Linked DNA regions of Mus musculus: all the other regions are linked to region 2. The links are chromatin contacts, called in public HiChIP or PLAC-seq and promoter capture Hi-C maps. All regions are on one chromosome and are shown on one strand. Each heading gives the region's core, a stretch centred on a gene start, on an enhancer-like site or on the middle of the called end of the contact. The rest is flanking DNA. Distances are from core to core; before and after follow the strand shown. Region 1 holds the start of H2-Q1 (histocompatibility 2, Q region locus 1). Region 2 holds the start of H2-T22 (histocompatibility 2, T region locus 22). Region 3 holds the start of H2-Q4 (histocompatibility 2, Q region locus 4). Region 4 holds the start of Ppp1r11 (protein phosphatase 1, regulatory inhibitor subunit 11).

What was found. Promoter capture Hi-C pulls out the DNA fragments that hold promoters and counts their contacts. HiChIP or PLAC-seq counts read pairs in DNA pulled down with a chosen protein or histone mark.
Region 1: a contact with region 2 is called in an H3K4me3 HiChIP or PLAC-seq map of embryonic stem cells, with 8 times the contacts expected there. The contact joins the promoter of H2-Q1 here to the promoter of H2-T22 in region 2. A contact is called at or near these places in 2 of 115 datasets of contacts at active chromatin or transcription factors (embryonic stem cells and stem cell-derived neural progenitor cells).
Region 3: a contact with region 2 is called in an H3K4me3 HiChIP or PLAC-seq map of embryonic stem cells, with 4 times the contacts expected there. The contact joins the promoter of H2-Q4 here to the promoter of H2-T22 in region 2. A contact is called at or near these places in 2 of 115 datasets of contacts at active chromatin or transcription factors (embryonic stem cells and stem cell-derived neural progenitor cells).
Region 4: a contact with region 2 is called in a promoter capture Hi-C map of embryonic stem cells, with 2.6 times the contacts expected there. The contact joins the promoter of Ppp1r11 here to the promoter of H2-T22 in region 2. A contact is called at or near these places in 2 of 39 promoter capture datasets (embryonic stem cells and hippocampal neurons).

Annotation. Positions count from the first base shown.
Region 1 is chr17:35,318,770-35,326,461 of GRCm38.p6, reverse strand. H2-Q1 (histocompatibility 2, Q region locus 1) reads right to left here and starts at 5,915. Exons shown (of 8, transcript NM_010390.4): 1 at 5,837-5,915; 2 at 5,372-5,641; 3 at 4,912-5,187; 4 at 3,123-3,398; 5 at 2,861-2,995; 6 at 2,650-2,682; 7 at 2,414-2,461; 8 at 1,363-2,280. The coding sequence starts at 5,900. The coding sequence ends at 2,276.
Region 2 is chr17:36,037,609-36,045,391 of GRCm38.p6, reverse strand. It overlaps H2-T22 (histocompatibility 2, T region locus 22), which reads left to right and starts at 2,650. Exons shown (of 9, transcript NM_010397.5): 1 at 2,650-3,050; 2 at 3,264-3,524; 3 at 3,707-3,943; 4 at 4,639-4,914; 5 at 5,063-5,167; 6 at 6,018-6,050; 7 at 6,169-6,215; 8 at 6,338-6,407; 9 at 6,616-6,985. The coding sequence starts at 2,966. The coding sequence ends at 6,641. It overlaps Gm6034 (predicted gene 6034), which reads right to left and starts at 2,431. Exons shown (of 3, transcript NM_001034909.3): 1 at 2,175-2,431. The coding sequence starts at 2,262. A930015D03Rik (RIKEN cDNA A930015D03 gene) reads right to left here. Exons shown (of 2, transcript NR_015618.2): 2 at 7,218-7,783.
Region 3 is chr17:35,373,924-35,381,580 of GRCm38.p6, reverse strand. It overlaps H2-Q4 (histocompatibility 2, Q region locus 4), which reads right to left and starts at 1,964. Exons shown (of 6, transcript NM_001143689.1): 1 at 1,874-1,964; 2 at 1,408-1,761; 3 at 945-1,220. The coding sequence starts at 1,937.
Region 4 is chr17:36,947,076-36,954,572 of GRCm38.p6, reverse strand. It overlaps Ppp1r11 (protein phosphatase 1, regulatory inhibitor subunit 11), which reads left to right and starts at 2,781. Exons shown (of 3, transcript NM_029632.3): 1 at 2,781-3,150; 2 at 4,588-4,696; 3 at 5,019-6,218. The coding sequence starts at 3,067. The coding sequence ends at 5,221. Rnf39 (ring finger protein 39) reads right to left here. Exons shown (of 4, transcript NM_001099632.1): 4 at 6,587-7,497. The coding sequence ends at 6,937. Znrd1 (zinc ribbon domain containing 1) reads left to right here. Exons shown (of 5, transcript NM_001355422.1): 5 at 21-215. The coding sequence ends at 45. It overlaps Gm33595 (a long non-coding RNA gene), which reads left to right and starts at 7,491. Exons shown (of 2, transcript XR_385575.3): 1 at 7,491-7,497.

The DNA.
Region 1 (7,692 bases), core at 4,666-7,165, 720 kb after region 2:
ATTACAGATGGTTGTGAGCCACCCTGTGGTTGCTGGGAATTGAACTCAGGACCTCTAGAAGAGCAGTCCATGCTCTTAAGGGCTCAGCCATCTCTCCAGCCCTTGCCTCCTGTGTCTTTAGTGCTATAAATATTAGAGGATTTAAATGGTTACAGGCCTATGAACAGGACTTTCCCCTCCTGCAACACAGAGCTATGCACAATGCAGAGCAGCAGCAGGCCTATGAGCAGACTTTAAGATAGACTATGCTGAATACTGCACCCTGCATGCCCAAGTCAGGGATGAAAGTCCCAGGTCCACCAAGCTGGGGGTGAGATTAAGAGACTTCAGGGAGTTAACTCTAGAACACAAGGTGCTTAGATAAGATAGTCCAGATTCAGGAATCTGTACCCATTTACAGGAGAGAGAAGCAACATTGCTATGTTCTTATCTCAGCTGTGGATGTGCTCCTGAGAGATGAACAGTCAGACCACACCAGACACCTGAGAACCCTGGGACAGACACTGGAAAGAAAGAAGCAGAAATCACAACAGGAGCATGGCTACAGGGAGTGCCAACGGCACCTTCATGACTGCATCATTAGAAGCTAAACCAAATGGGTGGGAAGAAATGTAGTGTGACTTATTTTGTGCACTGGGCACTTTAAAGTTTCCCCAGTTGAGTCTCCAGCCCTGAGGGCTCATAATCCTGGGGACAGGTCAAGGCTCTGGTCTTCCCTGTGGCCTTGTGACCACAGACTCTCAGCATGTGCTTCATAGTGGGGGAGAGAGCAGAAGCCAAAGGTGACACAATCAACGAGTGACCCCATCAAAGATCACAACACAATGAGCACACCTGGGCACAACCATGTTCACACTCAGCTGCCACAGCCTCATCCTGTCCCAACAGATACACACAGCATAGTGACACAGATTCTGGAAGGTTCTCCATCTGCCATTTAGTTCTTCAAAAACCAAACAAACATAAAAAACAAACCTCCAAGTATTCTCAATCCATTAATGTAACAAGCAATAAACCCTCAGGTCAGGATGTTAAGAATCAAGGTCCCATTCAGATTCTTACTCTCAGTGTGGAAGTGAGGAGCTGCAGCTCAGGGTAGCATGGAGCTGGCAGGATGCAGATGCCCCCTAGTGTTTGACTGGACCAGCAAGGTTGGCTGTGGAAGGGAACACAGGGCAGGGCAGGGACAGGGTCCTGTTGTGCAGGGGCAGACTGGGCTCCAAAATTCTTCACACTGAGACCATAGGATCACAGGGAACTGCCACAGACCTCCTGAGTGATGTATGGCGGTCCCTAGAATAAGGGTCCTCAAAGCTAGGTGGGTAAGGATCTTGCAGTTACAAACAGAAACAAACACAGAGGCAGTATGAATCCGAGTGTATTTTGCAGCTCTCAAGCAGGGGTTTTTAAACATTAAAAGAGCAAATATTACAACACTTTGAAGATGTGTCCAGTGAAGCAATCACAAATACCATCATTATCATTTGGCACAGGAAAGCACAAAAATCAGGCAAACATTACAACTCTGTAAAGATGTGTTCAGTGAATCACAAACAGAACAGGTGACATCATGAAGAGTAGAAATGATTGAAGTATAACAACTCTAAAAGAATATAAGTTGTGGGGCAGTCATCCAAGGCTACTGGCATATGTTCAAGACATGTTAATAAATCTTTATGGTCAATTATTATTTAACATCTAATGCCTGATTTTTTTCAGTGCTTAAATTTAAACTATGTTAATTCTTTTTATTTAAGACTTTCTTTACCACATGCCAAAGCCCACCTCCGATAACACACATGTAGCCACATGAAATTTTATTGTTGGAAAAGTTTTTATCTGTGTAATACTATTATATAATTTTGTAAATAATTTCTAAAGTAAAGCGTTGGTTTCCCCAGATAAGGTCATGTTAGTGACCCCAATTCTAGGGATGGTTTCTAACCCATTACTTTCACATGAGATCTTAGCCTAGGTTACGAGGAACATGTAAATAAGAAAAGGAATAAGAGAAAACAAAATAAATCAATTGCCATGAGAACTAAGACTCAATATAATACTCTGGCCAAGAGTTCCACAACTGGTTCCAGGAGGCCTCCTTCTTTTGAAGTATACCTCAGTCTGTGCAACTTGTCACATGGCTGCTACTGGGGTTGGTGTGGCAGAGAACATGAGACACCATTTTCTAAAGAAAGCTGATGTCTAAAGACTCTTGATGTCACAGGAGAGACCTGAACACACTGGCTATCACTCAGTCTACTCCAGGCAGCTGTCTTCATGCTAGAGAAAGAGAGTCATGAACCATCACTGTGAAGACAACATCCCAACAACCCACCACTCACAGGATTCTGGGAGTCCCTGAAACCCAATCATATGCACATTGCCCCTCCCCAATCAGGCACCAGAGTGTCACCTTTACAATCTAGGAGAGAGATATCAGAGCTCTGGGCGCTGTCCCTGCCTAGGGTAAAATAAAACAAATGTATATGCACATGTATATGTATGTATTAATATCGCAGTACAACTCAGGCTGCCAGAAGATTTTTCTGGAGAAGATTTCTCTGGAGGAGCTATTATGGATTCCCAGAGCTCCTAACATCTCCAGCTTCACTCTAATGGCCTCAGGACAATCCTGCCCCACACACTAACTTGGAGCCAGAGCACAGTCCTCTCCTTGTCCACCTGTGAGAAGAAAAGCTGTGAGAGTTCAAGGAAGATCTTGACTCTAGGAAGTTCCCGGAACTGACAGCTGACCCAGTTAGAGACAGTAGCAATGAGGGGTGTGGCTGTGTTTCCATTTAATGAGCAGAGGACACTCTAAAGAAGGCTATGAGAAAACTCAGACCCTGGCCTTTCCTACCTTTGTTTCTCCTCCTCTTCATCACAAAAGACACCATAACTCCAATGATGACCACAGCTCCAATGACTATCACAGCTCCAAGGACAACCAGAACAGCTATGATTACCATGTTGGAAACAGTGTATGGAGGAGGCTCTGGGAAGGACAGGTACAGGAAATAAAGGTGAGGGTTATGACCCCAGCTCTCAGCCCTGAGCAGCTCAGGGTCTGCAAAAGGCTACAGCTTTCCCTGACCCCGGCTCTGCACCCACACCCTTCTTACCCCATCTCAGGGTGAGGGGCTCAGGCAGCCCCTCATGGTACACATGGCATGTGTAATTCTGCTCCTTCCCAAGAGGCACCACCACAGATGCCCACTTCTGGAAGGTTCCATCCCCTGCAGGCCTGGTCTCCACAAGCTCCATGTCCTGGGTCAGCTCCTCCCCATTCAACTGCCAGGTCAGGGTGATGTCAGCAGGGTAGAAGCCCAGGGCCCAGCACCTCAGGGTGACATCACCTTGAGATCTGGGGTGATGAGTCACATGTGCCTTTGGGGGGTCTGTGTGAAAGATTTAAGAAATCACAGGGTTAACAAGACAAATTGAAATCTACACAAGACTCAGGTAAAACAATGATGACACTGAACTACGTGTCCGTTTGACACTTCAACTGTCATCACACTAGTGACCAGTAGGCAGAGCTGGTCCCTGAGCACACAACTGCACATTTTCTTTTGGGACTCAGAAGCTATGATGGAATCCACATGAGCCAGTGGATCACCATGGTCATCCTTATGTAATGTTAGATAGCATGAGAGACGTAGTCAAAGAATGGAAGAGGGAATGGAAAATAAGTAATTTATTATGTGTTTGAGTTCATATCAAAATCAGATATTAGGCACATATGCTACTGAAAGGGTGCTAAAACTGAGACTACAACTGTTGTCATCTCGTCGACCAACATTAACTGTCAGTTCAAGTGAACAGCCATCACTAAGTGATGAGCCAGAGAAAATGACTCCCAGCCCCTGACTCTGGGGGACAAGGTACAGGTGTGTCACACAGGATCCCTGGAGTGAGCTGTGGACCCCAGTGCAGCACTCACTGGAACACAGTGGGCTCACGGGGTGTGTGGTCTTCCCTCTCACTCCAGCCCTGGATTGCAGTAGACCCTGTCTCTCAGAGTCCAAGTCCTGATTCACTGGGGGGGGGGGGCACTGTAACTTGTGGGGGGCAGAGGAAGAGCAGGAGGCTTCTGGGTGTTTAGTTCTGACAGGAAACACTCTAAGTTCACAGGAATCTCTCCTTTAATGAGAACCCTGATTTAACTTGTCAAATTATCCAGGTTAGCAGCCTTCCCTGGCACCTGTGTAGACTGATACACATGATAATACAAGGGCAGGGAGAAACAGGATCATTCCAGTGCAGACAAAAGATGACTACAAGCAAAATAATGCCTTCCACAAAAAAAAAAAAGTAAGGAAAAAAGAAAGAAAGAAGAAAAAGAAAAGAGAGAAAAAAAGAAAAAGAAATTCCATGATTTATATTCCTCCAGGGTTCCCAATAAGGCCTCATGTGACCATTCACCAGTGTAGGAATAAAGAGAATTGGGTTGTCGAAGGGGTGCAAACCCCACAGACAGGGAGGGATCTGGGAGAATGTATTCTTTAGAAAATTCTAGAAACTGGGGCAACCAGCCTAGTGTAGGGGAGTCCATGTCAGGGAAAGGAGACTTCCGGTCCTGAGGTGTAAGGACTGACACACTCAGCAGGACAGGAGTCAGTGTCCACACACAGTGGGTGTGGGCAGAGAACCCAGCCTGGGAGAGGCCATGGCTGACAGAGGCTACAGGGGAACTGAAGGGAGCAGCTGTTGTTACCTCAGGGAAATTCTCTCCTTCCCTCCTGAGACAGCCTGGGCACTGTCCAGGGAGAAGCCTGAGCCCTGGGAGAGTCAGTGCAGTCACTGTGATGAGGGATCAGGAGACCCAGGGACACTGTCTCCCCTCTGAGACAGGGGCATCACCCCAGCTGAGGGTTTCTTCTTCCCCAGGACTGAGCCCCAGCCAGAGACCTGTGCGCAGCAGCATCTCCTTCCCGAGCTCCAGGTATCTGTGGAGCCACATCAGGCACTTGCCCTCCAGGTAGGTCCTGTGTTTCTCAGCAGCACCAGCCTGCTCCCACTTGCGTCGGGTTTCCTGAGCTGCCACATCTGCTGCTGTCCAGGTTTCCAGGTCTTCATTCAGGGCGATGTAATCAAGGCCATCATAGGCGAACTGCAGGTACCCGCTTTGAAGGCGCCCATCTGACCCCAGATCACAGCCAGACAACTTCTGGAAGGTGTGAATGCCTGCAGGAACCCTGGGTCAGCGCCTCGCTCCCCCGGCCCCGCCCACGCGCGACTCCACAGAACTGAAAGGGAATCCGGTCCCGGGTCAGTTCTGCTCCTGAACCTGGGACTTGAGAAGCAGGAGGTCTCTGGCCCCTGTGTAGGGACGTCGAGGGGTCGTGACCTCCGACCAGGGGTCACTCACCGCCCTTGCTCTGGTTGTAGTAGCTGAGCAGGGTGCTCAGGCTCTCTTGGAATCTCTTCTCACTGCCCTTGACTCTCCGTGTGTTCCGTTCCCAATACTCCGGCCCCTCCTGCTCCATCCACGGCGCCCGCGGCTCATATCTCGGATTCTTCGCGTCGCTGTCGAAGCGCACAAACTGCGTGTCGTCCACGTAGCCGACAGAGATGAACCGGGGCTTCCCGAAGCCGGGCCGGGACACCGAGGTCTCGAAATACCGCAGCGAGTGTGAGCCTGGGGGCGGCGCGCGGTGAAACTCGGACCTCCTCCCGAGACTCCCGGCGGTCCGTGGTCCGAGAGGGGAGCAGGGCGCGGGACGTGGGTGGAGAAGGGGCGGAGGGTCTGGTGGGCGACGCGGGGACGCAGCATCCCAGGTGCCGGCCGCGACCCTCTTCTCAGAGCCCGTTTCTCTTCGGACCCCGCACTCACCCGCTCCGGTTTTGGTCAGGGTCAGGGCGGCTGCCAGCAGCAGGAGCAGCCTTCCCAGTGCCATTGCCCCATCTGGAATACAGGGCATCTGAGGCCCTCGAGCTGCGTGGACTTTATAACCAGCGCCCACAGAGTAGCTGGTTGGTTCCCCAGGATCCTGCCACCCAATGGACCTGCCAGATAATTCCTGCTACCTCAGGAGGTCAGAGAGGGCATCAGATCCCCAGGAGCTATAAAGTGGTGCTGCTCCAGGGCAAGGGAGGGGCAGGAGCTGAGCTGCAGGAGAGGGTGGTGTCTGCAGGGAACAGAGTGAGGCCCTTGTGCAGCTGTGTCTTAGTGAGGGTTTCTATTGCTGTGATAAGACCCCATGACCAAAAGCAACTTGAGGAAGAAAGGGTTTATTTCAGTTTACACTTCCACATCTCAGTCTATCATTGAAGAGATTCAGGGCAGGAACTTGAGAGAGGATTCTAAGTGGGAACTGAAGCAGAGAGAATGGGGACCAGTGCTAATAGCTTTGTAGCTCATGGCTTGCTCAGCCTGCTTTCTTATACAATCCCTGATCACCAGCCAAGACCACCTGCAGTGGGCTGAGCCCTTCCATACTGATCATTAATAATAATTTTAAAAATGCCTTATAGACTTTCCCAAAAGCGTCCTGGATGGATGCAATTTCTCAATTCAGGATCCTCTTCTTATATATGTCTCAGTTGGTGTGGAGTTGACAAAATGCAAACAGCACAGCCTCCTGGTGCAGGGTCACTCAGTGAGAGCTGAGGGAGGAGGATGTGTGAGTTCCTCCCTCTGAGCTGAGCCAGGGACCTGCCCTGTGGATGGAGGCCCCATGGAAAAACAGTTGGAATGCAAGGAATGGGAGCACAGTGGGGTCCAACTCCATTCCTGCCCCTCAGTCTGAGGACATTTCTCTCCCTGCCTGTGTTTGACAATATTGATATAACCTCGGGAGGGACTGATAAAGTCAGTGCAAGGGAGGAGATGGGGAGAGAAATAGGGACAGTTTATTACCTCAGAACAGGGTAATCTGATTTGGGGGAGACTGAGGAGAGGTAGGTAGGTAGTTTACAGATAGATATATAGACATTCATATAGACACAGAATTAAAAAGGAATGAGAAGTGCTCTTCCACACTTTGGACATTGACAATTTCCCTTCGTGCTCAGACTTCTTGCAGTTTTAGGTCCTGCTCCAACAGACACCTGCCCAGCTGGGGAAACATTCAGGGCTGACCCTGTGGGCTTGTTAGAGTTCTTGCATGGATCAGAGAACCATGAGGTTTTGCAAAGGTCACACAACACAACAGACTTCATGTGAGAGATTTATTGTGGGTGGGTAGTGAGTATGGAAGAGAAAAAGAGGGGGCTGTGGAGACCTGAGCTGGATAAGGATACACAACTTGTGGCTACAGTAGAAATGTGTCACATTTGGTGGCTGGTGATGATGTGGCTTCTGGAACTGAGAGGCTGAAAGCAGGCTGGTTCTGGAATGTGGGTGGTCATTGGTTGACAGACATCCCTTCTTCTTATTTACTATATATGGTGAGAAAATAGGAAGGGGTGTCTGGTGAAGCAGAAATGGGGTTACTGAGCTCTTTAGAATCCTCCTGTTGTCTTGGGGGAGGTGTCACTATCTTTGGGGACCCAAGAAAGCTGGGATGCTGGGTAGGTTCAAAAAAAGCATGCTGTTCCCTCACTGTCCAGGCTCTGCAGGACCACCTGCAGCTGGGGAATGCAGATGCATCTTTCAGTTGAACCATCATGGGGCAGGTGCTTTGAAGCTGTGTCTGGCATGCAGAGGTTGAGGAAACACCTGGAGCTAGCATTTTACTGAAACCTATC
Region 2 (7,783 bases), core at 1,401-3,900:
TGGAGAGGGGGTGTTCAGGACCTGCTCACTCTACTCCTGAAGGAGGGAGGCTGGTGGGTGAGCTGTGGTCTGGGATTGCATACTGAGCATACCGTACAGATTTCATTCTCTCTCTGTCACTATCCTGTTCTTTCTCCTTCCTCCTCCTTCCTCCTCCTCCTCTTCTTCATCTTCTTCTCCTCCTTCCTCCTCCTTCCTCCTCCTCCTCTTCTTCTTCATCTTCTCCTCCCTCCTCCTCCTCCTCTTCTTCCTCTCTCTCTCTCTCTCTCTCTCTCTCTCTCTCTCTCTCTAAAGACTGGCTCCAGAGAAGTCAGCTGCTCTGTCAAGAAAAATCTCAAGAGAGACCTAGGGCACAGAGGACTCCTGGGGACAACCAGCAGGAACCTGAGTCCTTTCCAGCTGCCATAAGAGGAAGCCATATCTCATGTGACCCCAGCTCTAGTAAAGCCTTGAGAAAACACAGCAAGAAGAAAAACACAACTATGACCTGGGAGAGCTCCTGAGCCAGGCTCACCAAACTCTTGATGTCCCACACTGTGAGAAGTATCAGTGGTTGGAGTCTCCAGATACTGTACTTGGCTTTTTGCTACATAGTAGCAATAACTGAGAAATGCAAATCTCCCACAATCATCCCGTGGAGTTCTAGGACTCTGAAATCCAGAGCTTTCAAAGATGGGGAATTATCCTAACTAGCCTTTCAACCTGCCCTAAGATATCATAAGGGAGTATTCTTGTCACCTTATTTTAAGAATTAAAATTCTCACAGCTAAATAGGGTGTTAACCCCTAACTGGGATTCCTATTATCCTAACAAAGGGGACTCTAGACATTGTTTTCTCTCAGCATCCATTATCTATTACAGCAGTGATTCTGAACCTGTGGGTCCAGCAACCCTTCCACAATGGTCACCAAACTTAGTTGGAAATCATGGATATTTACATGATTCACAACATCAGCAACATTACAGCTATAATGTAGCAACAAAAAATAACATTATGGTTGGGCTCACCACAATGTGAGGAACTTTGTTAAAGGGTCTCAGCTTCAGGAAGGTTGAGAACCTCTGCCAGAGTCCTGGCTCTTCTCAGTATCTCTAACCCCCACCCCCTACCCTTTGAACCTCTCCAGACCCTAAGCTTCACCCCTTTCCATCCCTCATCTTCTCAACTTTCAGCCCAGCTGCCAGCCAACAGCTCCCTTGGCTAGATGCTCTTGGCCACTTTGTTTCTTCTCCCTGTCCTGGTTCTCTCTCTCTCTCTCTCTCTCTCTCTCTCTCTCTCTCTCTCTCTCTCTCTCTCTCTCTCTCTCTCTCTCTCCCTCTCTCTCTCTCTCTCTCTCTCTCTCCTCCGACTGCCTTCCCCCATCTCCCTCTCATGGCCAGGTCTATTCTGCTGGCTGTGTTCAGTCTGAGCTCTTCCTTTTCCTTCACCACGACTAGAACTGTGAAATGGCTGTACCATTTTCATTCACTACCACCCTCACTCTAGCTCAATTAGATTTTCATGACCCCTGACAACCATTTCCCACACAAAGAAGAATGAGGCAGTGCTGGGCTCCTTCTCCCCAGCCCTCCCCCAATAACCACCCTGACTATTAACCTTCACAAGGTCAGTCCATCAAATGCTAGTTCAGTGAAGGGACTCTGCAAAAGTCATTAGGGCTCCGAACCAGCTGACTTTACTCTGAGGGACTGTCCTGATCAGGGCAAATATTAAAAGGACTGCGTTCTGTGCCCAGACCCACAGTGTGATGACTCTACACAGGAGATTTCCTCCAATGGCCTTCATAAAGCCACCCAAAGAACCCAAAGTCCATGGAGAGTAACCAACATTCCTGCTCTGCTCCATCCAGCAAGGACAGGGGACCTTGCCCAGAAACTGAGAAATGGAATCCTGCCACATGTTCCCTGTGAGCTTTGAGAACTCTGCTTCAGAGATGAGTCCCAACCTTGTGCAAAACTCCATAATGCGAGCTAGTCAACTTGGCAGGTTCATTGAGAAAATATAACTCACTGGTCCTTGGCAGTGCATGTCTTTAATGCCAGCACTCGGGGGTGAGAAACAGGTGGATCTCCTGAGTTTGAGGCAAGCCTGGCCTAAAAAGGAAAGTCCTGAAGGGAGACAGACAGACAGACAGACAGACAGACAGACAGACAGACAGGAGAAGGGATCTCACCTAGGTCTCCAGTGAATTCTACCAAAAAGCTGGCTATTGCCAACATGGGCCCTGGGATGTTTCCTTCTGGAGGAGTCCTGTGTCCCATGAGAGGGCCTGAGATCAGTGTGCAGTCTCCCCTGGATTCCACAGACAGCCTCTGAACAGGTCTCGGGAAGACGGAGTGAAGGAACAGCTCTTTCAGCGCTTTCTGGGCACTTTGGGAGTCTGTGCAAATCCCTGGCAGGCAAGGACTCTCAGGACCTCAAGAGGAAAGTAGCTGGGAGAGTCCCTAATTGGCTTAGTTTCACTTTCGAATCCCCAACTTCTCTTGAGTTTTTCTGCCTAGATATTGATGACTTGGCACTAGTTCTCACTTTCTGTAGGGCAATTTCTCCTAATTATTTGATTGGCTAATAACGACGACAAGAAGCCAATCGCTGGGCTAAGATGAAAAGGCAAGAAAGGAAGTCATGACGTGGGAGAAAGGAACGCCTTTTACCGCCCTGCTCTCTCTGCGACCCTCCTCTCCCCAGGCAGGGTTGAGAGCAAGAAGGTGCAGGATGTAGGCCTGCAGAATTGTCAGACCCAGTGGCGGCTTTTGCCACTGGAAGAATTTCCAACATAAAACAGAGGATCAGTTTGGGACAATCGATTCTGCGACCAGAGGTAGTGTCATTTGGTTACTTTTAAAATTCAGATTTTCTGGTGTTTTCCAATCACTCGCGACTGTAATTTGAAGTTGGGTTCTGAGATAATACAATCGCTGTCGCTCTAGTTTATAAAGCTGTCCAAGATCTGCCCAGTCCCAGATGTCCTGGGTCCTCAGGGCCGCTGTGGTCTGCGCCCTTCTCCTGCAGCTGGATGCCAGACCATCCTGGACTCGGATCCCTTTGGGTGAGTGAGACCGGGGAGGGAAACTGTCTCTACTGGGAAGGCTAGGGATAGCACCACCCAGTCTCTGCACCACCCAGCAAGATCCTCCAGCCCCCCTTTTTCAGCTGTCCCGAGCTTGGCGCCCTGCTCCCTTCCCGGCCCGCACTCCCGCTCGAGATCGAGATGGGGATCGAGGAGGAGGAGGTCGGGGTCTCATCGCGCTCCTCCTCCCAGGTTCACACTCGCTTAGGTATTTCTACACCGCTGTGTCCCGGCCTGGCCTTGGGGAGCCCTGGTTCATAATCGTCGGCTATGTGGACGACATGCAGGTCCTGCGCTTCAGCAGCAAGGAGGAGACTCCGAGGATGGCACCCTGGCTGGAGCAGGAGGAAGCAGATAACTGGGAGCAGCAGACTCGTATAGTCACAATTCAAGGACAGCTGTCTGAAAGGAATCTGATGACCCTGGTTCATTTTTACAACAAGAGCATGGACGGTGAGTGATCCGAACCCATCCCAAGGATGTACCAGGGTTGTCCATATTCACTAGACCAGAGTTTCACCCAACACATGCCCAGTTCCTCAAAAACCAAGAGTCTGCAGGGATTTACTTGGAGTTGGTCTGTGTTCTACTCGTGTTGCTGCGACAGGACTGACCACCAACTATGTCCTTCCTAGACTCTCACACACTACAGTGGCTGCAAGGCTGCGATGTGGAGCCAGATCGGCACCTGTGTCTCTGGTACAACCAGCTCGCCTATGATAGCGAGGATCTCCCCACCCTGAACGAAAACCCAAGTTCCTGTACAGTGGGAAACAGCACTGTACCTCACATCTCTCAGGACCTGAAGAGCCACTGCTCAGATCTGCTGCAGAAATACCTGGAAAAAGGGAAGGAGAGGCTGCTGCGTTCAGGTGCCCAGGGGAGCCAAACCATGTCTGTTTCCTTTAGGCTACTTGCTGGGAGTTTGGAGAGCTGGAGGTGCTGGGTGGGAAGAGAGGACTTGGAGTACAGCTCACAGTTGAGCACTCCCCAGCAAGCACAACTTCTGGTTTAGATCCTTAGCATTCGCAAAAGAGGAGAGGGAGGCAGGTGAATGGGAAGGACTTTTCTCACTCCTCCCCAAGTCCAGAGAGGCAAGAGGCTCTTGTGTTCCAGATCTGTGACAAAACAATGACTTCTTCACAGGACAACCCCTCTCTTACTAGCAAGAAATTCATTTTGGAGACCAATCTTTTAGTAACTGATCAACAAATTCTTGACTTGAGCAATGATCCTAGGCCAATTGGGAGCTATTTCTCAGAACTTGTTCTGTGCCCCAGACTTCAGTGTCTCTGGAGTCAGACTCCAGCTTTTCTCAGTCTCTTGGCCCTCACCCAGCTGAGGACCAGAAGCCCTTCCCATGAGTCTGCAGAGACCTGGAGCCTCCTGTCCATGTTGTCCTGCTCACATCCTAAGGCATCCCTAAGAGCAGATCCTCCCAGGAGCAGGTGCTCTAGCTGGTGTCTAGATGATGGACACCATAATCCCACCCCAGGATGGTCACATGAACACTGCTGAGTCCCCAGAAGAAAGCACGATGCCTCATCCTTTCAACTCTCTCCCTCAGACCCTCCAAAGGCACATGTGACCCGTCACCCCAGACCTGAAGGTGATGTCACCCTGAGGTGTTGGGCCCTGGGCTTCTACCCTGCTGACATCACCCTGACCTGGCAGTTGAATGGGGAGGAGCTGACCCAGGACATGGAGCTTGTGGAGACCAGGCCTGCAGGGGATGGAACCTTCCAGAAGTGGGCAGCTGTGGTGGTGCCTCTTGGGAAAGAGCAGAGTTACACATGCCATGTGTACCATGAGGGGCTGCCTGAGCCCCTCATCCTGAGATGGGGTAAGGAGGGTGTGGGTGCAGAGCTGGGTTCAGGGAAAGCTGGAGCCTTCTGTAGACCCTGAGCTGGTCAGGGCTGAGAGATGAATGGTCTTCACCTTCTCTTCCCCTCTCCTGCCCTTCCCTCCCTTCACTTCCCTTTGCTTCCCAGAGCCTGCATGGTACCAAAAGCCTTGGATTTGGATTGTTGCCATGGTTTTCATTTTGTTCATCATTTGTCTCTGTGTGGTTTGCATATGCATGAAGAAGAATGCAGGTAGGGGAGAAATGTGTTCTGGGTTTCCTTGTCCCATTGAGGGTTTGAAGCCTTAGGTAGAGGCATACCCTACTTAGGTAACAGGATGTAGCATCCACAGTCCTCTTAGCCTGGAGCCTTTTTGTTTAACCTTAAGTGAAGGGGACTAAACAGCAGTTTCTTCTTGAGAATGGTTCTGGTGCCTGGGACCTCATGACCAGCTGTCACAGGCAAAGGTCTCACTGGGGACAAAACTCCAAGGAGGTCCTACATCACCTCAGTCCTAGAAATTTCCCTTGGGGGGGGGGGGGCTGGAGAGATGGCTCAACAGTTAAGAGCACTGACTGCTCTGCCAGAGGTCCTGAGTTCAATTCCCAGGAACCACATGGTGGCTCACAACCATCTGTAATGGGATCTGATGCCCTCTTCTGCTGTAGCTGAAGACAGCTACAGTGTACTCATAAATAAGTAAATAATATTTAAACAAAAAGAGAGAGAGAGAGAGAAAGAAAGAAAGAAAGAAAGAAAGAAAGAAAGAAAGAAAGAAAGAAAGAAAGAAAAAGAAAACTTAATTTCCCTTGGGCCCAGAACTAAGGGGTTTTGCTAGACCAGTGGTTCTCAAACTGTGGGCCGAGAGTCCTTTGGGGGTTGTCCTCTGGCATCCGACATATGAGATACTTACATTACAATTTGTAACAGAAGCAAAATTATAGTTATGAAGTAGTAACAAAATAATGTTATAGGTGGGGGTCATGACAACATGAGAATACTCTATTAGAGGCCACAGCATTAGGAAGGAAGAGAACCACTGGTCTAGGCCCTTATGACTCCCTACTCCCATGCCACCCATATGTGGTTTTTCTTTCCTCAGGTGGGAGAGGAAGGCGTGACACCCAAGAAGCAGGTGAGTGTGGTGAGGAGTGATCTCTGAGACCCTTGGAGCCCATGGGAGCCCACCGCAGTTCCTCCTTTAGCCTCTAGTCTTCTGAAGTCTGACTGGATCCTGTTTTGGTCTTTCCTAGGCAGAGACAGTCCCCAAGACTCTAGCAAGACTGTTGTGGATGATGAGGTAAAACATGGGGTGGCACAGAGGACTCGTGATGGGCAGGTAGAGAGATCTGAGTGAGAAGCGAGCTATTTGGAACATCACGGGTTACAGTAACTGCCCTGAACCTGTTCTTACTCCTATAGGAGATGGGGGTTTGCTTTTGGAAGATTAAGTCCTGTAAAACTTGTCTAGGCCACTCCCCAGGAACTTCAGGTTTGTTTACCATGTCACCCCGAAAGAGGTATCAGCCTGTCTTCCCCACCCCACCCCCAACTCTGTCGGTGTTGTCTCCCAGAAGGCTTCACTTAGCCTCCTCACCCTCCAGAGAACACTCCCAGCTGTTCCCCCTCACCCACCGCCTCTGTGGGATCACCTGCAACAGTTACTGAAGAATGCAATCTTTCCTTTTATATCCCATCAGTTGGCGAGTCTTTACTGTCACCTTGACTGGATTTAGGATCATCTGGGAGATGCCCCTTTGAGTGGCTGGGCTGTGAGGACAGCAGGCCAGTTCTTGCCACCCTGGACAGAAACACATCTCACCTTTCTGGCTCAAGGATCTGAACACCTGTCTCTTGCCTACTCGGCTTCTAGTCAGGCATTTTGTCACCTTGTCAAGGGTCCCAGGGACACAAAGCTCCCTCCTCTCACCCACAGCACTCTGGGTCCTACCCTCAGTGCTTCAGGGACATTTAATCAGGTCAAATTGGGATCAATGGCTTTGATGCAGAAAAGAACTGTGGACTAATAGAGATAGGGTTTAATTAAAAAATATATCTTTTTAATTTTAAGGTGTCTTAAATCTATTTATTTATTGGGTATGTGCATGTGAGAGCTATAGCGCACGTGTGGGAGACAGAGGACAACTTGCTGGAGTCAGTTCTCTTCCTCCACCAGGTAGGTCCCAGGGATGGTTCTCAGGTCAGCAAACTTGGACACAGTGCCTTTACCCACTGAGCACCTGGCTGACCCAACAAAGTATTTTTTGAAGGTCGGCTCATTTGTTGTTACTCATTTTTACTTGACTTTGACTTGGAGGTAAAAGCAGCCTACATCTCTTGGCAGTCTGATCTTGGCATTTTTTCTGTGGCTTCCTTCATTCTCTTGGCCCAAGGCTTAGCTCTGTAGCCTCTCCTCGGTCTCCATAGCAACGCTTAGCTCTACAGCCTCTCTCCATCTCCATAGCACCTAGTCTCTACTGAACAATACATTGGTGTTTTGTTGCAGGACAGGTGGAGTAAGGAGATGCTGGGTCTTGGATCTTGGGGGCTGTGGTCCTGGGCTTCTTCCCTTCTTTGCTTGCTTTCTCACAACGTGTTGACTGGCACCATCAGCTTCTTTGGAAAGACTGAAAAGCTTTCCGATTCTGCAGTTCTTTGGGGCCCAGGAGTATCTGTCAGTCCAGGAATCTCCTTTTCTCCTTGGCTCATGATAACCGAGTTGAGGACTCAGACTGGCATCCGTAACGTGCCTGCAGACAGACTCAGCCTGCCTCTCTCCAGCTTTCCTTGGTCACAACAGCAGGTGCACTTGGCCGTGGGTCCAGACACCTTGCTGGGACCTTCCAAGGGAAAGCCTTGTTTGCTGTT
Region 3 (7,657 bases), core at 715-3,214, 660 kb after region 2:
AGACAAAAGATGACTAGAAACAAAATTACCCCCTCCAAAAAAAAAAAAAAAAGTAAAGAAATAAGAAAGGCTGGGCAAGGTGGCACACGCCTTTAATCCCAGCACTGGGGAGGCAGAGGCAGGCGGATTTCTGAGGTCGAGGCCATCCTGGTCTACAAAGTGAGTTCCAGGACAGCCAGGGCTATACAGAGAAACCCTATCTCAAAAAATCGAAGAGAGAGAGAGAGAGAGAGAGAGAGAGAGAGAGAGAGAGAGAGAGAGAGAGAGAGAGAGAGAGAGAGAAGGAAGAAGAAGAAGAAGAAGAAGAAGAAGAAGAAGAAGAAGAAGAAGAAGAAGAAGAAGAAGAAGAAGAAGAAGAAGAAGAAGAAGAAGAAATTCCACTATTGATATTCCTCCAGGGTACCCCATAAGGGCTGATGTGACCACCACTATAGGAATAGAGAGAATTAGGTTGTCGAAGGGGTGGAAACCCCACAGACAGGGAGGGATCTGGGAGAATGTATTCTTTTGAAAATTCAGGAAACTGAGGCAATCAGCCTAGTGTAGGGTAGTCCATGTCTCCCATCAGTTAAAGGCGACTTCTGGTCCTGAGGTGTAAGGGCTGACACACTCAGCAGGACAGGAGTCAGTGTCTACAGACAGTGGGCTGAGAACCCGGCCTGGGAGAGGCCATGGCTGACAGAGGCTACAGGGGAACTGAAGGGAGCAGCTGTTGTTACCTCAGGGAAATTCTCTCCTTCCCTCCTGAGACAGCCTGGGCACTGTCCAGGGAGAAGGCTGAGCCCTGGGAGAGTCAGTGCAGTCACTGTGATGAGGGATCAGGAGACCCAGGGTCACTCTCTCCCCTCTGAGACAGGGGCATCACCCCAGCTGAGGGTTTCTTCTTCCCCAGGACTGAGCCCCAGCCCGAGGGCAGAGGGAGGAGCTGCCCGCGGCCCCTGCACCTGTGCGCAGCAGCGTCTCCTTCCCGAGCTCCAGGTATCTGCGGAGGGACTGCACGCACGCGCCCTCCAGGTAGGCCTTGCTTTTCTCTGTAGCACCAGCCTGCTCCCACTTGCGTCGGGTGATCTGTGCCGCCATGTCCGCCGCCGTCCACGTTTTCAGGTCTTCGTTCAGGGCGATGTAATCGCGGCCGTCGTAGGCGAACTGCTGGTACCCGCGGAGGAGGCGCCCGTCGGACCCCACTTCACAGCCAGAGATCACCTGAATAGTGTGAGAGCCTGCGGGACCCCGCGGTCAGCCCCGCCCACACGCCCCGGCCCCGCCCACCCGCGGACTCCTCCAAACTGAAAGGGAAACCAGTCCCGCGTCCGTTCTGCTCAGAACCTCGAACTTGGGGCCCGGGACGTCTCGGGCCCCTGTTTTGGGACGTGGAGGGGTCGTGACCTCCGATCCGGGGTCACTCACCGCCCGCGCTCTGGTTGTAGTAGCTGAGCAGGGTCCTCAGGTTCACTCGGAAAATCTGCTCATTGCCCTTGGCTTTCTGTGTTTCCCGCTCCCAATACTCCGGCCCCTCCTGCTCCATCCACGGTGCCCGCGGCTCATATCTCGGATTCTCCGCGTCGCTGTCGAAGCGCACGAACTCCGTGTTGTCCACGTAACCGACAGAGATGAACCGGGGCTCCCCAAGGCCCGGCCGGGACACGGAGGTGTAGAAATAACTCAGCAAGTGTGGGCCTGGAGGCAGGGCGCGGTGAGACCCCGAACTCCTTCCGGGACCCCCGGCGGGTGAGCGGGCCGGGAGGGGAGCAGGGCGCGGGGCTAGGGTGGAGAAGGGGCGGAGGGTCAGGTGGGCGACGCCGGGACGCGGCTTCCCCCGTGCCGCCCCCTCCCCTTTCCTCAGAGGCCATTTCCCTCCGGACCCGGTACTCACCCGCGCGGATCTCGATCAGGGTCTGGGCGACTGCCACCAGCAGAAGCAGCATTGTTGACGCCATTGCTCCCCTCTGGGATTCTGGGCATCTGACTCTGGCGGGCTGTGTGGACTTTATAACCTGCTCCCGCGGCGACGATGATTGGTTCCCGGTGATCACGTCACCCAATGGGGGTGAGAACTGCCAGTAAGTCATCAGTGTCCGGGCAGAAGGACCTGACCCAAGTTAGGAGCAGAAGTGAAACTGGGGAGATGGGAAATCCCCACCCCTGATCTCACTGCCTGGAGACTAAGACTTTGCCTGAACCCTGTGCTGTGGACAGAGAGCTGTTTGTCTTGGTGTCTCCGAGTTCTGACCCAGAAGCTGTCAGGACACCAGGAGAGAAGAGACCTGCAGGCCAGACTCTCTGTATCTTCCCTCCACCCTTCCTCTTCCTTCTTCTCTTCAGAAGTCAGACCCTGGAGCCTTCCAGAAGAAAAGCCACTTCCAGGAATACAATGGCAACACAAGCGCTTGGGGATGCAGTGGAGAGAGGCTTCTCCTTAAAGCAGAGGCGCTGGCCTGCAAGCCCCATTAGAACACCACAGAGACCAGGCTCTGTTCACCTGCAGTGGGCGGCTCACACTGCCAAGCCTGAGTGCAGGACTCTCTTCTATAAAGAGGATACTTCGTCTTTTCCCTCAGGATCTGTCTTCTCAGCCCTGTGCTGGGACACAGATTCCTTGTGTCACTTCCTAGATGAAGTCTGTGGCTGCAGGTTTTTTGTTTGTTTCTTTTTTGTTTTTTTAAAAACAAAGATCTTCCTTCTGAGTTTGTCTCTGTGGACCTGGGACATTGTCTCAGCACAGGAGACCCCCTTGTCCACTGAAGAGAGACCCCTGTGCAGACCACAGACAGCAGGGCACTGATCCCTGTCTCCACTTCACTTCTCTGTGACTGTACTTCCATGGTGCAGTTGCTTTAGTGACTCAATAACAGTAGGAGAGGAACTGTCACCAACTATAACACAGAATAATGATGATAGTACGGTAGAAGCTATGTAATTTCTGACCCTCTCCCTCCCTCCCTGACCTTCACTCACACTTTTGAACTGATGAGGTGAGGGACATGAATGTCACAGCTGTGTGGGACACTGGTTCTGATAACCGAGTTGGCCCCAGAGTTTCTCAGGCCTGTGCAGTGTGGACACTGGAAGAAAGATGATTCTCATGCCAGAGAGCACACACTGGTGATGTGAGGTTTCATCCCTGATCAGTAGTGTGGGGGAAGATTAATTTTACCCATTTCATGATTCTGTGGATCTTTTCAAACCATAGCCACAGAAGTGAAGTGGAAAGAAGAGCAGAGTTGGGTGGGGACTCCTGAAGAGAGTCACTCATCACACAGAGCAACAAATGTGTGTGACCACCGGTGTGAACTCCAGTCACCTCCCCATGCAGATCTCCACAGCAGCCCCCCAGATTCACCGGGATTCAGCAGACCCTGTCTCCCTGAACCACTGTTATTGGATGCTGTGAGCATTTTCCGTGGGGATTTGATGCTCTTAGGTTTCTTCCTGACCAACCTAGAGATGCTGTTGGGGTTAGGCAGTGCTTCACAGAGAGGATCTGTCTCCATTACATTTCTTCTTATTTTACTATGTGTTGTTTTTTTTTTTTTTTTTTTTTTTTTTTGTTTTTTGTTTTTTTTTTTTTTGACAAGGTCTATCTGCACAGCCCTGGCTATTCGGGAATTCATTATGTAGATCATGTTGCCCTTGCCTTTGCATCCTAAGTGCTGGGTGTCTTAGTTTTGGTTTTGTTGTGGTGATGAAACACCATGACCAAGGCATTCCTTCCTAAGAGAAACATTTAGTAGAGGCTGGCTTACAGTTTCAGGGATTTAGTCCATTATAACAGGAAGCATGCCAGTGTGCAGGTACACATGGTGCTGGAGGAGATGAGACTTCTACACCTTGATCCAAAGACAGCCAGGGAGAGGCTTTCCTTCCACACTGGGCAGAGCATGAGCATGGGAGACCTCAAAGCCCAACCTCACAGTGACACACTTCCTCCAACAAGGTCACACCTCCTAATAGTGCCACTCCTTGTGGGCCAAGCTTTCAAACACATGAGTCTATGGGGCCACCTATTCAATCCACCACACTGGGATTGAAGGCCTGTGTCACCACACCAGCTTCAGTTAGTTTTTTATTACTGTGATAAGACACTGTAACCAAGGCAACATATAAAAGAATGTGTTTAATCTCTTCTCTAGATTCAGAGGTTTTGAGTCCATGATGACAGAGTGAAGGTGGTGGAGGAACAGCTGAGAACTCAGGACTTGATTTGCAAGCAAAGGCTGAGACACTGGGTGTGAGGAGCCGGTGTGGCAACAGTCCCAAGATGGCGCCCGGGACTGCAGCCAAGTCTTATGACTTGTACCTGACTTCCTCATACACCTTAAAAAAAGTCACGACCATTGTGAGAACTGAGCAGGTGCACCATGATGCAGGATCGGACCATATGATGAGTGATGATTCTGGCCAATGGACTGCTGTTACATGGACTGGGCTGATGGGGCGTGGTTGAGGGGTTATATAAGGGATTGCGATTGGGGGTGGAGTAAGGAGATTCCTAGAGAGATTGATTTCTGGAGAGAGATTCCTGCATGCATGTTGAAAGGTTCCTGAATAAACTGCTTTGAGAAGAACGCTATGTGTCGTAGTTCCTTTCTGCTGGTCGGAATCGGAGGCAACAAATGGTGGCCCGTGCGGGGATGTTCAGAACTCATCGTAGTCAGGGCAGCTAGCTGGTAAGGTTCCCATGTAAATGGGACAATTTAAGTTCTCAGATTGAGACGATAAGTTTCCTGGTTTGGGGACAAGTTGCACCAAGCCCAATGGGAAATTCAACCTCAGGTCAAACAGTGCACCAAGCCCTTAAGGACTTGCTGAAAGTGAAAGGAATCGGGCTGAAAAAGGAGACCCTGGAGAACTTTTTAAAAGTTGTGGATCAGGTCACTCCTTGGTTTCCCATATCAGGACATATTACGGGGCTCAGTTGGGAGAAGTTAGGGAAGGACTTGAAGTTTGCAGAAGAACAGGGAGTTCTCACTAAAGGGGTGCTGCCAGTGTGGAAGCTAGTACGGAATTGTATTGAGGATAAGGAAATTGTGGAGCGGAACTCCAAAAGGGCAATGAGGCACTGAATCAGGTGAGAGAGGAGCTATCCCAAAAGTCAGAGGCAGAAGGAAGTTCTAGTGATGGGGATATGTCTGAGGATGATCTGGAAAGCATAGCCGACAGTCTAGAGAAAGTGAAAATGAAGGTAGAACCTTCGGCGCCAGGGCCACCGTGGCCGCCTCCGTATGCCCCTGACGGAGCATCGGGGCATAGTCTGCATTCAGAAACCTGGAGGGAACTGCGAGCCCAGTGCTTTCCTGTATTTCAGGATGCACAGGGAGGTCATTATCACGAGCCGCTTGATTGGAAGATTGTTCAAAGATTAGCGGAAGGGGTTCGTACTTACGGTGTCAGCGCTGCTTTTGTAAGAGCGCAATTAGAGAACCTGCACTGCTACTGCATGACTCCAAGCAATTGGCAGAATCTGTCTAGCGCCTGCTTGTCACCAGGCCAATATTTAGACTGGAAGGCATTTTTCATTGAGTTTGCAGCAGAGCAAGCAGCAATAAATGCGGGTACAGGCCAGCCCGCCTGGGATCAGGACATGTTGTTAGGGCAAGGAAGATTTGTAGCGGCTCAAATAAATTATCCCATCCAGGTTTATGAACAGATCTTTTGATAGAAGAACAGATCTTATTAGATAGGAACAAAAGCATGGAAATCCCTTCCTAATAGAGGGGAAGTGAGTGGGAATTTAACCAAGATCATCCAAGGCCCCATGGAGCCATTTGCAGATTTTGTGGCTCATCTTGTAGAGGCAGGAGACCGTGTTTTTGGAGACCCTGATGCTGCCATGCTTCTACTGAAGCAGCTGATTTTTGAACAGTGCACCAACGAATGCAGGCAAGCAATTAATCCATATAAGCAAAAAGGATTAGAGGTCTGGATGAAAATATGCAGAGAAATAGGAGTCCTCTTTCTAATTCTGGCCTGGCTGCCGCTGTCATACAGATATCACAAGGAAAAGGTGGCCAGAAGAATAAATAACTGTTTTAAATGTGGACAGCCAGGCCACATGAAATGCCAATGCCCACAATTTAGTGGTGCTAGAAACCAGTGACCAAAAGTGCCCGGGTTATGTTCTAGATGCAAAAAAGGAAATCATTGGGTCAGTGAGTGTAGGTCAGTTAAAGATATTTACGGACAGCCTCTTGCTCCCGGATATGGTGGTTCCTGGCCAAAAAACTTGAAAAGGGGCCCCCGACCCCAGGGCCCTCAAATATATGGGGCAGTAGTCGAGGGATGGTCCAGTTTGAGGCCACCGATGCAATGGAGTCACCCCGGAGAGCAACAACAGGGAGTGCAGGACTAGACCTCTGTTCCACCACCCGACTCGTATTAACACTCCGCATGGGAGTCAAGCTGGTGGACACAGACATTAAAGGCCCACAGCCAGCTGATACGGTGGGACTGATTTTGGGAAGGAGCTCTGTTACCATGCAAGGATTAATAGTTCATCCAGGAGTAATTGATTCAGATTTTACAGGAAGGGTTAAGATTATGGTATCTTCCCCTAGAGGCATCATTGCCATTTCCCCTGGCGATAGGATAGCTCAATTGCTCCTTTTGCCCAGCTGTTACTCTCAATTTCCAGCCAAAGATTCAGAATGGGGAGACAAGGGATTTGGCTCTACTGGGACCTCCAATATATTTTGCTCTCTAAATCTTGATACCTGACCCCTACTGAAGCTCAGGATTGAAGGAAAAGCTATATCTGGTCTCCTAGATACTGGTGCTGATCATAGTATCATCAGTACCAGAGATTGGCCCTCTGGTTAGCCTAAGCAACAGACAGAACAAACTCTGAGAGGACTCGGCTACGCTCAGATGCCCAAAATGAGTTCCCGCTTCCTATATTGGAAGGACGAGGAAGGACATTCTGGACAGTTTCAGCCATATGTGTTGGCTGTTCCGGTCTCTCTATGGGGCCATGATTTGATGACTCAGATGGGCTTTGTTCTGACTAATGAAGGAGGCTATGGCAGCAAGGCTCATGACATGATGCTGGACATGGGATATATTCCTGGAAAAGGGTTAGGGCAATTTCTGCAAGGTAGAACCTCTCCAATGCCGGTTCGCAAAAAGAATGATCGGGCCAGACTGGGTTTTTGTTATTAGACGCGTTCTCACGCCCGGCCAGGAAGAACACCACAGACCAGAATCTTCTGCGGCAAAGCTTTATTGCTTACATCTTCAGGAGCCAGAGTGCAAGAAGCAAGAGAGAGAGAAAACGAAACCCCGTCCCTATTTTAGGAGAGTTATCCCTCGCCTAGGACGTGTCACTCCCTGATTGGCTGCAGCCCATCGGCCGAGTTGACGTCACGGGGAAGGCAGAGCACATGGAGTGAAGAACCACCCTCGGCACATGCGCAGATTATTTGTTTACCACTTAGAACACAGCTGTCAGCGCCATCTTGTAACGGCGAATGTGGGCGCGGCTCCCAACATCTCCCCCTTTCCTTTTAATAAGAGCAAATAGGCCACCCATATTAATGAGAGTGGAGATAGAGGTCAAATCCCCAGTGTGTAGGTAAAGGAGCCATGTACAGGATTAGCTCTTAGGCTCACAGGCTTTTACCCAGAGCAACCCTGACCTGCTCCCGTGTCGTTTTGCCTGGGG
Region 4 (7,497 bases), core at 1,532-4,031, 910 kb before region 2:
CGAGTCTTCTTCCTCCATAGGTTTCAGGAAAAGGAAGATTCTTGACCCTTTTTTCTGGCAACCCAGCAACAATCCTTTCCTTCTCTCGGAAGTGAAGATACTCGTCTTTGATGCCTCCTTGGTCCCCTCCGGCTACCATGCTTTGTTCTCAGAATAAGATCGTCGACCCAGAATACTCCTTTCCCTTTTGAATTTACTAAAGTTATTTTTCTATGAAGCCTTGATGTTATGTGTGTTACTCTTAATCATTTATTCTGGTCAGGCTGGTGATATATGCCCTGTAATCCCAGCACTTCACAGATACAGTGTGAGCTATATCACGACATGACTAAAAACTAAAAAATAACAATAATCGGTCTTATTCCAAAGGAAATTTAGGTGAAGTAGAGATATAGATATAAAAAAAGAAAAAACTATAATAAAATGATGGAGTCTGGAATGAGGTTTTTATGGGTCTAAGAGATTCCCCATGACCATAAACAAATTAATAAGAGTCTTTATTAAATACTCATGGCACCAAGATTGCAATTGAGAGCATTCCCAAGAAGCAGCATCAAAGCTTATAAAGTTAGAAACCACCAGATTACATATATTCTGTCTACACATAGGCAGAGTCTAATTTTAGCATATGTCTTGCAGTTAGTTGTCTTAGCCATTGAGCAGAATAGGTAAATTTGATTACAAAAGCAGAAATAGTCTTATGGCCTATTATCTTGCTAGAATAGCAAATTTTACAAGAGCAGTCAATTTAATTTTTTTTTTTTCTGCAAGTATAACAGAGTATCATTAATAGTGTCCGGGACTGGTGCCTGCCCATGGGATGGGTCTCAAGTTGGACAGGGTTATTGGTTGGCCATCCCTTAGCCTCTGCTCCATCCCCTGTGCCTGCCTTTCTTATAGACAGAACAAATATCAGGTTCAAAGTTTTGTGGGTGGATTGGTGTGTCTTGATCCACTGAGGTCCTGCCTGACTACAGAGGTAGGTTCTTCAGATTCCATGTCCCTGATGTGTGAATCACGGCTAAGGTCACCTCCACTGACTCTTGGGTGCCTCCTCTATCCCAGGTCTCTGCCTCATCCTGGGAAGTTCTCCCCCAACCCCTCACCCCTGCTAGTTGCAGATTTCCATTCATTTTCATGGCCATCTAGCCAACTCTTCCTGTCCTTCCCCACACTGGATCCTGACTCCACCCTATTCCTTTCCCCATTGCCCCACCTTCCCAGTTCCCTTCCTCCATCTGACTTATGACTATTCCCCCTTCGAAATGAGATTCAAGAGTCCTCACTTGGGCCATGGAGTGTACTGTGGTACCTGTATTTTGTGGATAATATCCACTTATAATGAGTACATACCATGCTTCTTGTCCTCTGAGAGGCTCCACCCAGCTGCTCACTCAAGATACAGATACCCATAGCCAAACACTGGAAGGAGCTTGGGGACTCTTATAGAAGAATAGAAAGAAGGATTTCAAGTCCCAAAGGGAATAAGAACATCATAGGAAGACCAAATGAGTCAACTAACCCTTAGGACTCTCAGAATCTGAACTACCAAGCAAAGAGCATACATGGGCTGGACCTAGTCCTCCCCTCACATATGTAGCAGATGTGCAACTTGGTTGTCATGCGGGTCCCAAACAACTGGATCAGGGACAATCCCAAAAGCTGTTGCTTGTACATGGGACAGGTTCTTCTAGCTGGGCTGCCTTGTCTAGCCTCAGTGGGAGAGGAAGCACCTAGTGTCGCTGAGATTTGAAGTGTCAGGGTGTGGGGATAGCCAGGGGGATCCCACCCAACTCAGAGAAGGGGATGGGGATGGGGGAAGGATTGTGGGAGGGAGTACCTGGGAGAGGGGCAGTGAACAGGGTGTAAAGTGAATAATAATAATAATAAAATAATTCTTTGTTGGGTGGTGGTGGTGGCCTTTGATCCCAACACTGGAGGAGGCATAAGCAGGTAAGTTTCTGAATTTGAGGCCAGTCTGGTCTACAGAGAGAGTTCCAAAAGGGCCAAGGCTACACAAAGAAACCCTATTTGGGAAAACAAAACAAAACAAACAAACAAACAAACAAACAAACAAAAAAAAACCTTCAATGTCTGGTTAAAAGAGGTAGGCGGGCTGCCACGACAGTTTGTACAAGCTAGGAGCTTACAAATTAGAGCCCCCTCCCCCCGTTTGGACTCTCGAGCATAGTAAGCCTAAATGAAAACCATTACAAGGACAATACAAAAAAGATGCACTTATATGTATTATACATATATCTTATCTAAATCTAGTTTCTCATTGTAAGGAAACAAAAACTGGTATTTTTGGATGGATAGTGGAGAGATTTAACAAAATTTAACCAGATGAATTTGGATTTGTTACTCTGCCCCCTGCATCTAACCTTTGCATTCCTCAAACTGGGAGCTAAATGGTAATCTAGGTGTTTCAGGCTTTAATCTTAGGGCCTACTACAGTCAAAAAATTTCAGGTTTAGTGTACCTTCACTGGGATATCAACAAACAGGGAGACGGCTAGAACCCAGTGTATTTCCTGCTCCTGGAAAACCGCTCCTTGACAGAATGATAAAAAGGAATTTGGAGATAGCTCCCTGTCCCACCTAATTTTTTCACCTAAGCTTATGGATACAGCAGATAGGGTAAGGATTCTAGGCACACAGACCTCATCCTTTCAGCACAACGGCCTCGAGTTGACCAGCCAATGAACTTAAGCCTTGCCTAGCCCCACCCCCCCCACTATGACATCACTTCTGCCAACCTCAGCGTCTGCGCACTATTGCATTACGGCGGAACTATTCTGGCGACGCCTGCTTTGACCCAGGCGGTGGTGGGGAAGGGAAACTGTGTTCTGCAGGATGCGTCACAACCGGAAGTGAAAGGCCGGAAGTGGGGTTGGACAGGTTTTCCCCAGGGGTGGGGAAGCAGAGGCCGTGGAGGAGTAGGGGAGATTAAGAAGCTAGAGCATCCTGGCCTCTACTCCGAGTCTTGTACCGGTTCTCTTAGATCTCTGAGGCTCAGAAAAAGGAAAGGGTGTCTCATCCCGCTTTCTCGCTTTTCGCTTTAGCCATGGCGGAGACAGGGGCCGGGATAAGTGAGACCGTCACTGAGACAACGGTTACTGAGACAACGGTTACCGAGACAACCGAGCCAGTGAGAAAGGCGGGCAGGGGGTCTATTTAGGGGTCTGGGAGGCACTGGGAGGGGGAGGGGGGTTTGGAAAGTTGGTGGGTTTGGGATCTGGGACATCATGTGGGGTTTACTCTTATTGGGAAAATCGCAAGGAACTAAATAGAGATGCTTGGAGCCGCTCAAATGGTTCAAGTGACTGGTCAAGGATTGTTTAATCCGTAGTTACAATTAGAGTATAGGTGTTAAGGCTTGGGGTGGTGGTCTATGTACGTAATAAACGGAAACTGGGTTAAGGAGCCAGAAAGGTACTGGGAGGAAGTGAAACGCCATTTGAGAAGGCGTGGTTTTGGAGGCAAATGTACAGAACGAGTACTTACCAATAGTGCTTACCAATAGATAGTCATGGAATGGGTGCGTGTTAAAGCGGAGGAAATGAGGAAACAAGAAAATAAGGTGAAGTGTGTTTTGGCAGATCAGGGAGGAGAGAAGCAAATGAGCAAACAACTTTTGCAAAAACAAATTGCTTTCAAAGGGAGAAAGATGCGTTGGGTTTGACAATGTCTGGGTTGAAGGAGATTAGTAGTTTAGCAGTTATTACCAGAGATGCCAGAATGTTAAAGAATAAGTGGATAGGATTAGGGAGCCCTGGGCTTGAAGATGAGAGAAGAAAGAATGAAGGCTTTTTTGTAGAAGGAGGGTTTTGGATATTTGTTTTATTTTGATATGTGTGTGTGTGTGTGTGTGTGTGTAGGCCTGAAGTTAACCTCAGATGTCTGAGACATGGTCTATATTTATTTATTTATTTATTTACTTATGATACAGAGTCATTGTGCCTGGAGCTGGCCAAATAGGCTAGTCTGGCTAGCAAGAGATCTGCCTTTTTGCACCACCACCACCACCACATTTGACTTTTTGTTGTTGTTTTTGTTCCCGTGGATACAAGGGATCAAACTCAGGTCTTCATGCTTGCACCAAAAGAGCTTTACCAACAGAGATGTCTCCCCATCCCTGCTTTATTTTATTTTATTTTTTTCTGAGAAAATAGCTATACCATGTTGCAGAGGCCATTTCAGTCTCCCAAGTGCTGAGATTACATACCTCAGTCTCTTTAGAACATGAATAAGAGGTGTGAAGAAGAAAGTGAGATCAAAGGCCAGTCACAGGAAAGGGAGAAAATAACATTCATATATTAATGCCACCAAGGGTGATAGCGTTGGTTGTATCTTAGTTTGCCAATTTGCTGGCACCTTCCCTAGTTTAAGAATTGCCTTCTTTGCATACTATTGGTTATCAAGAACAGGGATTCATACTCTCCACAAACAGGCTGTCCTGCCTCTCCAGGGGCATGATGTGTGTTACTGACTGAGCCAGGGAAGAGAAAAAAGGAGGTTCCATAGGAAACAGGAAAAATCAAGAGGAAGTGAGTCAGATGGGCCCACACCTCTTTTAACTTTTCAGGAGAATCAGAGCCTAACTATGAAACTTCGGAAACGCAAGCCAGAGAAGAAGGTGGAGTGGTCCAGTGACACTGTGGACAATGAGCATATGGGGCGACGCTCGTCGAAATGTGAGTGTGGGTGGCCCAGTGTCCCTGGCCACCATCTCACTGTTGCTTTATAGCTCTATCGAGTTCTTGGTTGGAAAGAAAAATAGGTGGGAATAAAACTATGCGGTACCAACTGCCTGGAGTTAGGGGTGGGGGCGGGGGCAAGCCATGGCAGAATGGGAGTCAGGTTTTTCCGACTCTCTCTTGAATTCCTGGGGGAAGAGGCTAAGGCAGCTGGATTCCAGAAAAGTAGGGAGAGGTTTTCACACAGATCTGGTGGAAATGAAACTGACTGAACACTGCTCTTCATCCTTCTTAGCTGGCTTTCTCTCTCTCCATTCAGGCTGCTGTATTTATGAGAAGCCTCGGGCCTTTGGCGAGAGCTCCACCGAGAGTGATGAGGATGAAGAAGAAGGCTGTAGTCATAAGCACTGTGTACGGGGTCACCGCAAAGGACGGCGTCCTACAACCCCAGCACCCACCCCAACCACTCCTCCACAGCCTCCTGATCCCTCTAAGCCCCCTCCAGGACCTATGCAGCACTAAATCCCTCTCACCATTCATGTGTCTGCCTGCCCCAAATATATCCATCTGACATGGGGACTCCACCCATTGCCTCCGTTCTCCTGCCCCCTTCTTCCGTCTCCTGAGTGATAGAGAAGAGGAAGAGGAGGGTGGATACAGATCCTGGAATTCTGACTTGCTGCTGTTCCAGAACCCAGGCTTCTGGGTTCTCCCAGCCCCTGCTTCCCTACAGTTTGCTCCCATGCCTGGGATCCAGGCATCTTGGTCCCAGTCTATCCCTTTTGTTCTCACTGCCAAACTACCTGTCCTGGGATCCAGTATCTTGGCCACCTGCACCCTCAGCTTGAGTCCCAAGCACTTCAACTGGGTTTTCAACGGTCCCAGCTTTCACTGCCAGGGCTCCAATCAGATGCCAGGCAATCTTGCACCCCAGTTCTGCGTATTAATCCTGGCTTATGGTTCTTCTACTGATGCAGTTTTCCTAAATCTTAGTTCTTGCCTGTGGGATGTAAGGTTGTGTGGAGACTATAGGGTTCCCTGGCCCTTCTGCTCCTCTTACCCCTTATGGCTCTCCAAAGGAGTTAGGAGAGGTCTTTGTCATTCACACCTAATGGAAAGTGGAACCAAAAAAAAAAAAAAAATAGCCATGTCCTGAATATAACATTTCTGACAAAGCTGGCTGAGACCACTGACTTAGAGCCAATGATTTTCTCAGCCTTTAATCTTTGAGCTTCAGCATTGGTGTCCTAGGGGCCTGGGTCCCTAAAAGGAAAGAGGGAGAAAGCAAAGAGATGAGGGGACAGGCCCCTGCAGTATGCTCCTACCCTTTCCTGCCTAGGCTTTGGTGTCTGCCAACCCAGGTGTCTTGCTCTCTCAGCCCTCCCCGGCTGGTGCTAGGATCTGGGTACTGCCCTCCAGGCCTCTGGCTGTGCACAGTACAGAAATCAGCAAAACCCATGGCACCACTTAGATCTCATTTATTGCCACAGATGCACAAAATAAATAACCCAACATTGCACAGTGTGTTAAATACAGGCCCATTTATACACAAGGGAAGGATGGGAGACTATACAGAATGTTTGGGGTGCCTGAGTTGCTCCCGGGTTGAGGAAGGAGGTAGCACCATTAGTTCTTTTATGTGCAAGATAAAGTTCCAAGAGGGTGTTCAATGGGAAAAGGCCACGAGCAGAGGAAACAGTCATAAATGAAAGGTTGAGTATAGACTGGCTTGCATACATATCCTAGAATTTATGTTCTAGGCTTCAGGTTTGAGCTGCGCGGCTTAGGTTATGAGTTAAATGTCTTAGGAAGACTTTTTTTTTTCCTCTGAGAATCCTCAGAGTGGACATGAGCAGGAAGCTGCAGACTTCCTGCTGTGCATCATGCCCTGAGCCTTTTGGGATTGGAGGTAAATTAGGACTGTTTCCCAACACTGGTGGTACAAACAGAGCCTCTTTCTCTAGCCTGGCCTAGAATGGTACGGAAAGAGGACTCAAGAAAAAGGTCTTAGGTCATGGAGACTCGGGACTAGACTGGCTTAAAGGCACGAATGTACAAGCCAGTTGAGGTTTTGATTTGGGAGAATGTGAGTGGACAAAGGGTGCTTATTAATACTCCTGTTCCGATAGGTGTTACAGACAAGGTCACTGAAACAGGTGGGGATTTGTGCAAGGGACAGAAGTAGCCTCGAGGCCATCTGGACTACTGCGGTAGGGTAGGAGCTAGAGACCTGAGGCTCAGGCTTCTCCAGGCAAGATACGCAGCGGGGTACGCGGGTCACAAGTGCAGAGCAGGGGGAAGACACGCTCCCCGAGCGGGCCCGGCGCCTGGAAGGCGAAGAGCAAGTCCAATGAGCGGCCGTCATAGAAGGCCACACGACCCCGCTCCCAGTCCAAGTCCACGCGAATGCGCTGCGGCGGGGGCCTGGCACCACCTAGCAGGGTGGGCTCTGGAGCCGTGAGCGCCCACAAGCGGCCGCCGCGGCCCTCCACGGCCCATATAGCCTCCGATGGGCACAGCTTGATGAGGCCCTTGCGGGTCACGGACTCCCCGGCAGCGCCCACGGCGTAGCAGCTCTCTCCCGCGTTCTCATCCTGAGCTGTAGAGTCTCTGAAGGACGCGCCTTCCGCGGTCTCCACCTCCCAGCAGTGGCGGCCTGACGCGAAGCCCTGCGCACCCAGCACCGCCGGGAGCTGATCAAAGCGCGCGGGGCTGTCCAGCGGCGCAGGCGTTCCGGGTGGAGCCAGACTCACGCCGCGGTAGTCAGAGGAGATGAGCAGATCACGGTGTGCTGTGCG